Regions from separate parts of the Xenopus laevis genome. Here region 2 is linked to region 1. Evidence: chromatin contacts called from public Hi-C data. All regions are on one chromosome and are shown on one strand. The core of a region is the stretch at or near the end of the contact, and the rest is flanking DNA. Distances in the headings are between cores, read along the strand shown. Region 1 holds the start of ltb4r.L (leukotriene B4 receptor 1-like). Region 2 overlaps adcy4.L (adenylate cyclase type 4).

Evidence for each region. A called contact is a pair of places that touch in the nucleus more often than the background predicts.
Region 2: a Hi-C map of the XTC cell line shows a contact between it and region 1, with 2.7 times the contacts expected there. The contact joins the enhancer-like site here to the promoter of ltb4r.L in region 1. A contact is called at or near these places in 2 of 4 Hi-C or Micro-C datasets (the XL177 cell line and the XTC cell line).

What each region holds. Positions count from the first base shown.
Region 1 is chr1L:154,391,516-154,395,922 of Xenopus_laevis_v10.1, forward strand. It overlaps ltb4r.L (leukotriene B4 receptor 1-like), which reads left to right and starts at 2,154. Exons shown (of 4, transcript XM_041565495.1): 1 at 2,154-2,274; 2 at 2,364-2,461. The coding sequence starts at 2,253.
Region 2 is chr1L:154,573,061-154,577,467 of Xenopus_laevis_v10.1, forward strand. It overlaps adcy4.L (adenylate cyclase type 4), which reads left to right. Exons shown (of 26, transcript XM_018259882.2): 8 at 2,820-2,947. Among protein-coding and RNA genes, the nearest start is that of LOC108715050, 25 kb to the right of the region's middle. Within about 2 kb of position 1,816, at least 1 of the 7 cell types and tissues checked has an H3K27ac peak or open chromatin away from gene starts, as enhancers often do.

The DNA.
Region 1 (4,407 bases), core at 904-3,403:
AAAACATAGATACTTATGAATTATCCAGCACTAACAGCTCCATAGTTCTGGATAAAGCAACAAAGGTATTAAGTAAAAGCAGGAAGGGCTTGGTTCAAATTATCTTTAAACAGTGCTCTCGTGTGCTCTCATATGTGCCTGATGGATACTCCAAGTCAGTGTACTGCAATTAGTAGTAAGTTTCATCTCTCCCAATGCCATCGCCTCTATACCGTTTATTGTAGAAACTGATGGGAATAGCACCCAAACAGTGTAAAACTATTTATTACAAAATATCAAAGTAAGTCATCACAATAGCTTTTAAACACAAAAGAACTTTGCTGAATTGTCTTCACGTTGTGGGTTTCTTTTCTTGTAATTCCTTTCCATACTCTTCTCTCTTTTTGTTCCTTTTTCTCTGTTTTTAAAAAAATTGTAGTCATGTGGTATGTTTATCGTCTTGTCACCCTCCCTAAGACTTTGCTTTATTTGTAGTCTTCCCTATATATTTTATGTTCCTGTTTAGTTTCTACTATTGATTTCTCTAATTTCCCCATATTTTATATCACTATTGGGGGAATGTAATAAAAGTCGCAAAGAGCAAAACAATAAGCACAAATAAGAATAAAAAGTCTCATTTCGCAATGTAATTCTCTTCCTTAAACTGTTATTACATTGCGAATTTTAATTGCGCATTACCCACTTTTAAGAAGTGCTTTGAAGATGTCGTAATCTTTTGAAGCAAATATAACAACTTTTTTATTAAGACGTTATATTACATTCACCGCGCACTGACACTAACTATAAAATTCGCAAACCTTCTTCCACTGTCGGAAGTGGTCGCTAAACAGTTTCTGGGTTCGCGAAAGCTATATTAAATTCGCACAAAGGCAAATTTGTTCACACAGAGGCATATTTTTTCCGATACCGACTTTTATTACATTCCCCCATATATGTTTATTACAAAAATAAACCACTTCCTCAAAAGGCGAGCAACGTTCAAACGTGAAAAAAGTTGACACAAGCATGAAAGACTTTCCTGGGGGGTGCCTAATAAGGGCTGTGATTGGCTATTTGGAAGCTCTATGTGGATTGGCAGCCCACAGAAAGCTCTACTGGTTTTTATACAACCAAAACTTGCCTCCAATCCAAGAACTGAAAAATAAGCACTTGCTTTAAGGCCACTGGGAGCAACATACAAGGGGGTTGGTGAATAACCTGTTGCTCATACGCTACTGGTTGGGGACCACTGGCCTAGAGCATACAATTCTGTATGAATGTAGTTTGACATATGACATACCGTAAATATATTCACATACATGGGTACCACTTTGGGCACCATACTTGAAGTTGTAGGTAATGCCACTGTCATTTTTAGTGAACATACAGTATACCATAATAATTAATCACAACTTTGACTGTGCCATACCCATAGTGCCTTCCACACAACTAATCCCTTTAATGTGTGGGATGGCTGTGTGTCATAAAGGTTTTTGCACAGTGAGTGTAGACTTATTTCTACCCTCACTGTGTCCCTTTATTGCACCCTGTTACTAGAATTATCTTCCCAGCTCCCAGTTAGCATCATCCCTGTCAATATAAAGGAAACTGCAACATCGAAACCTGAGACCATGTAATGAATCCCTGCCTGCTGTTTTATCCTTCTGAAACATTTTTACAGTTTTCTGTAAAAAAAAAAAAATGACAGCTCCATAATTGCAGACTGATTTATGGACAACAAACCATTGAAATTCAAAGAAACATTTCACTCTGCTCAGAAACCATGGTCTGTTTACCCTGATTTTACTCTTAGAAGATGAAAATGTAGGATTCAACTTGTTCCTATTAGGGGCTAAACTGATTGTCTGCCATAAAAATAGAAATGTAGCTGGGGCATTAATATACATCTTAAAAACCATAGTACAATTGTACATGTGCTGTGGGATTCTGGAAATGTCCATAACATCTGTAGCTTTTTGAAAAACGAAATGTACTAAGACAAATAATACCTGTTATGGACATTACAACACTGCTTTTAGTAGTGCTATATGTCCACAATGAAGCAATTGTTGGTTTAGCATTTACACCCATCTCAGTGTTAGCTGCTGCCACCCATACGTGACTAAGAAAAAAAACCCTTCTGGCGGCATTGGCAGAAATGACAGCAAAGGGTTGTGAGAGCACACTATTTCTGCACTGATATGTAAGAACAAGTGTTAGTATTGTCCCTTACGCAACAGGGATGGTTTCATTGTGAGGACAGAACTTGTGTCATGAAGACAGGAAGCTTTCAAAGTACTGTAAAATACAGAATATATATTTATGTAACATCCTGCCAAATCTCTTGTGCAAACTGATGTGATAAGATTTTTTTTATGGTACAGCATCTAGAAATTCACCGACTAGCGCTTCTCATTCACCTGTAGGACAGACAACAAGAGCAAGTCCATTTAGACAGAAGAACAGCATCATGACTGAAGTGGTAAGTTTCCTCCAGTCCACTTACAAAATGACACATTGAACTGCTTGGGCCGTACCCTTTATACTTTCTGTTCTTAGGAATTATTTCATTTACAAAACATGTATAAATTTGTTAATACTTTTCAGGGCATGTAGAATACCACCAGTTTGCCCCCAGTTGTAATTCAGAACTTTTGACATGGTTCATTTTGTGAACAGATAAACCTTTTTTTAAATAAGGAAAATATTTATTTTCCATATTATTGTGTTTAGATCTATTTTAGCTTCTGCAGGATACAGTGCTGTAAACGTAAACAATGCAAATCTAGAATCCTAGTGCTAGAATGCTAAAGGGTGCAAGCACTAAGAGGCACTTGGTACAGAGAGCAGCATTTGGAGCGCAGCAAAGCCTTACTTTTGCCTTTTTTGGGCACTTTTGCAATTTAAGATATTATTGGGGCAATTTACAAATAACCCATAAGTAATTTAAAAAGAGCAATAAGGGGCTCCTTGCACCAGATTTGATATTGCTGTAATCATGGGGGAAATTCACCTTGGCAGCACTGCAGAGTGCATAGTGCAGAAGCATGTTTTTTGCCCAACTGTAAATATTAAATTTTGTCAGCAGTGGTCCATTCTAGTTTAAAATGGGTTTATTCCCACAAATGTGCAATAAGGCATCAAACTAGAAACACTGGATCCTAAATACTTCATCTGCTATGAAAAGGGGCTTCTTCAGCACCCTCATAGGGCTTCCTACACCACTACAAAAGAACCAAAACAAATGCTGTATTTTATTCAAAACTAATTTATTTTCAGATATTGGTACAATCTGTCAGACAAGCTGCTTTTAAAAGGGGAGATATTGCGTCATCCTCATCTCCAAATATTATATGTCCCTTCCTTTAAATGTATAGTTCCCAAGAAATAGCTTTAAATTGCATTTTACCGCTTTAAAGTGTCATTATGTCAGAAGTGCAAAGAGCTGGTTATGTACTTTTATTCTCCCACAGTCAGAACTCTGAATTCAGAAGTTCCACTCCCAGTCTTTCTGCTCCAATCCACCAACTGTCTTAAAATGTTCCTGATTATGGGGTTATTGAATCTGTATATTTCCCCCAAGCTCTATCCCACTCAGCTATTAGATCTATTAGATCTTTTATTTGCACATCTTCCACTGTGTCTCCCATGGGCATGCTGATGCCCTCCTGCTATGAGACAGACAAAGAAATCACAATGTGTTAAGAATAAATAAAGAATAGTACTAGGATTGAGATCTAATAGTTGATAATAGGTCACAGTAGAATTTTAAAACACAGTAAAAAGCTGCAAATCTATTAACCACAATGAGTAGGAAGACTATGACACAGTTTGATTGGGCTGGGGGCAGAGAGACACATGGTGGTGGGACTTGGGTCAGGCTGGGAGCAAATAAACATAGGGGTTTGCTACTAAGAAAGTGGGAAGCCATAAATATTTAATTCATTTTGCTAATTCCAAAAAAGGGTGTCAGCCCATTGCTGAAGTGGTAAAAAATAATCTTTTTTATGGGACCAACTTTTGGCCAAAGACTTAGATTTAGAATTTTTAATTATTATTATTGTCATTTATATGAAAACATTTCACCCTCACAAAGGTATCATGGAAACCTACCCTAAATACCCATGGGCCATAGGTTAAGATCCCTGTTTTAGTTACAGGGATAAATTGTCGCAGTGCAGTTGCTTATAGTAACCAATCAAATCATTACTTTCATGTTTAACTTGTAGTGGAAACTAACTGCCATTTTAGTGACTACTGGCAACTACACTTGACCACTTATATTTGACCACTTACTGTAGGTTAGTAAAGTAAAGGTTAGCATTTAATTGCTTTGCCTCAAAAGGTCAAAAAAACAACATATATATATATACACACAGTAAATATACTAAAGGGAGATTATATAAATACATATATATAGATATATAT
Region 2 (4,407 bases), core at 566-3,065, 180 kb after region 1:
CAGGTTAGATTAAACTAAGAGTACTAAACACAAGAAAAATGAAGTGTGGAAAGACAGGGATATGACAGTGGGTCCCCCCTACCTTCCGCCTTCTTGCCAACCAGTTCAGACAGGCCCCTCCTGGGCCAACACAGTTAGACAGAAGAAGTCACGCAAAAACGCATAAAGAACGCCAAGGACAGGTTATTTAAAGCCTTCTGAGGCACACGGACAGTACCTATGCCCCTGAAGAAGCTGTTTTAGACATCGAAACGCGTAGGGCAGCATAGGTGGATGGTGGGGGTCTAGTTCCCATCTGTTCCCCACATAGAGAGGTAGAATTATATACAGGGGAGCGTGGGTGGCAAGAGGAATTGGGTACTTACCTGGTAACAGTATTAATTCTTTATCCTAGTGATACTTTATGGATCACTAGACATTCTAGTCTTTGAGTCTGTTAACCCCCCACCTACCACCTATGGCGTTATCGTTTTTAATTGGTGTTTTTTAAGGCCACAGTCCTGCACTGCATATACTCTTGAATTGCAGTGAGTTTGTTTGCACACTTTTTTAATTGTGGTTTGTTGTGTGGGCATGGCCCAGTGGGTATTCTTGTTTGCATTTTTAATTCGAAGTATTAAAGGTTAAGTTTTATGAGTGACTTCTTCAGTCTAACTGTGTTGGCCCAGGAGGGGCCCGCCTGAACTGGTTGGCAAGAAGGTGGAAGGTAGGGGGGACCCACTGTCACATCCCTGTCTTTCCACACTTAATTTTTCTTGTGTTTAGTAACATAAACAATGCCCCAACTAAATGGCACTACTGGCAGTATTTACATTAGATTGCACATTTTGGAAACAGTGTTCCTATTACTAGTGTTTGCAAAATAAATGTTTTTTCTGCCACAATAAATTTTTTATTGGTCTATAAATAGAACACATACACATTTCATCCACTCTGTTAAAGCTTTAAGATCACCCAAAATAGGAAAATCAGTGGCACTGCTTGAAAACAATAATTAAATACATGTTTGTACAGCTCGTTGGCTATATTTTACATGTGGAGTTTTATTAGGGCTCTTCAGTCTGATTCATTTCTATCTGTGTACAAAGGAGGGTTAAATCTGTAGCCAAGCCCAAATTGAGAAATTCTTTGTCAGTTAATAGAGCACACAGACAGCGGGAACAAACGAGCTTACATTTCAATTATCTTTTTATTCTATTGTTGGGCCACAAGGTTGCACAGTTCATATACGTTATGCTTCCTGCAAAGAAATATATACTCATCATGACAGTGTAATAATAACTTTTAATAGTAAGTCTGTGAGCAAAATAGAGCAGCCACAGGCAAACGAGTAAAGCAAGGAGTGACACATGTTTCGAAACCAATAATAATGCCTATATTTAGCAGCGTCTTACAACAGAGCCCGTAGTTTCCCACTAACCTACAACTGGACACCCACATCCAGGGCGCCATCAGAAATCACGGGACCCCGTCCCAAGTTTTTGGGCCACAGTAAAAAGGCCACTCCCCCACACACACTTTATAAAAAGCCATTGCTGTTCAGGACCCTATTATAAGTTTAGAAAAAAACATTGGCAAACTGGGTCCCACATAAAAGTTTTTAAAAGAACATCTTTCTTTTCGTGGCTTTGGGTCCTTCTTCAGCTTCAGGGCTTCAACTTTGGGTCTTTTCGTGGCTTCGGGTCTTTTCGTAGCTTCGGGTCTTTGGTGATTTAGGTCTTTTTGCGGATTTGGCTCTGTTCACGGCTTTGGGTCTTTGGGACTTTGGCTCTTTGGAACTTTGGATCTTCAGCTCTTCGGATCGCCGATGTCAAGTGGGGGCCGGCTAATTTGAAAAGGACACAGCCGGACCCCCCTTTAGGCCCCAGCCCGGTACAAATGTGCCCCCATGATGACGGCTCTGCTCACATCCCTAAATGGCTCACAATCTCCCGGGATCCTACCACAAAACATCGCTCCTTGTTGGGGCCACAGACATCTCTTGCTAACTAGCCTGCCCTTCACCTCTTAAGTGAGCTGGTACCAATCTCCTAACTCACCTAGTCCTTGCCATTTCTTTCCTTCTATTGTGTACACATGGGCTTTTGTATCAGACCTCCTGTTTTCAGCATAAACCTCCAGGGCTTGAGCATGCTCAGTTTGCTCCTCTCCCCCTTCCTCCTCCCCTTCCTGCTGCAATCTGAGCTCAGAGCTATGAGTGAGCAGGGAGAGACTCGGGTAGGAAGTGATGTCACAGCAAGCTAATATGGCAGCTGCTATCCTAAACAAACGGAGACAGTGTCTAGAGCAGAAGCACAAAAAGACAAGGAAATAGCACAAACAGTCTGTGAAAGATGGGACCGGACATAGCATAGGCGACAGAGCAGGTACCACCCACAGCTTTGCGCCCTAGGCAGGCGCCTACTCTGCCCACCCCTAGTTCCGGCCCTGATGGAAAAGCATTATAAAGAAAAAAAATGGTGTTCTAGATTGCACTGTTGTGGCTAATCTATTGGCAATAAACTGCCTTGGTAGCTTTCCTTCTACTTTAAAGGTTGGTGCCACCTGCTGGCTGAATTAAATATTGCCTAACCGGGTACTGTATTGGTTGCCTAAAACCTGTGTTACTTAGAGCCAGCACAAATGTTTCTCTATTTACTAAAGTATTAATAGTCTAATGATGCAGATGTTATTTTAACCATCCTGGTAACAGCCCTTGGTCCACCCTTGAATTATTTTTCCTTTGATTATAATTTAAAATAAATATTTCTATTTTATCACCATTTTTATCCCGATTGCAAACATCATACTTGTTCTCCTGCTTGTTTCCCTGTGTCTAGGATAATGACTGTATGCGCATTAAGATTCTAGGAGACTGTTACTACTGTGTGTCAGGCCTGCCTGAGTTCTTGCCAAACCATGCCAAAAACTGTGTTCAGATGGGATTAGACATGTGCCAAGCTATACGGTGAGAAGTTATATCATACTCATGTTATGCAGTACATAATAATGTAACTTACTGTATGTGCAGTACTTTTCCTGCAAGTACTCTTGATTTTTGAGACATGATAGAGTAATTTGTACAGTGATGCAATGAACCAAATCAGTAATTTGACTGGAGTGCCGTGTAGTATTCATGTTTGAAATATTATACCAGACCTGTCTCCAAGCAGCCCAGTCAATGTACTCAGGACTCAGAATGTTTATTTTATTTATTCAGTCCAAAACTGTGTTACTTTTGTTTGGATAGATTCAACTAATCCTCACAAATAAAATCAATGTGACAGTCTAACACAGCTAGCTGGCTGTCTTAAAGGAATTCTGTTATGATTTTTATGTTGTAGTTTTTATTTCTAAATTACATTGTTTACACTGCAAATAATTCACTCTACCATATAAGATATTATTCCTGAAGCAACAAGTATATATTTTAGCTGTAATATTGGTGTGTAGGCAGCCATCTCAACTGGGACAATATGTCTAGCCCCATGTCAGATTTCAAAATTAAAAAATCTGTTTGCTCTTTTGAAAAACAAATTTCAGTACAGAATTCTGCTGGAGCAACTCTATTTAACTGATGTACTTTGATTCTGTTTTCCCAAAACAGAATCCCTTTAATGCATAAATACAAATGCTGCCAGTCACTGAGTAGATAGAGCCTGTAATGTCTTCCAGTTACTCTTGCATATTGTTGGCATATGATCATAAAAAGGTTATTTAAATCACTACTGAGCTCCACTGAGATGTTGCATTTGTTATCCAAAAGGCTTTCCTTGCACATTTCCTTGGCAAAACTACTGAACTGTGAACTGTTTATTCATATTATCGAATTATTATCCACCTTGTCATGAAACTGCATACAACTAGATGAATTAATGTACAGTATATATCCTCAAGTGATCTACTCATATAAAGATTTGCAAATGTGCCTAACATGATTACCAGAATTGTATTTGCAATGTTTGTCTGTATCATAATGAATGCACTTATACTTAGCTGCACTGCTGTGACACTCTAGAAGCCAGTTCATAGGCATAGATTCAACATAAATGTAAATTGAAAAAAAAAGGGATGATCTGCACATCATCTTTATCTGCAAATAGTACAGACAACATATCGGATATTAAAACCAAGAATTTTTATTTTCTGAAAAACTGATGCTCATTTTTTTAATTTGATGCCAGCAACACGTTTCAAAAAGGTTGGGACAGGGGCATGTTTTCCCCCTTGCCTCACCTCACCTCTTCTTTTGACAACACTCTGTAACCATTGAGGAGACCAATTGCTGTAGTTTTGACAGTGAAATATTGTCCCAGTCTTGCCTGATATAGGATTTCAACTGCTCAACAGTCAGGGTCTCCTTTGTCATATTTTTTCTTTTATAATGCTCCAAATGTTTGGGTGACCAGTCTGGACTCAGGTCTGGAT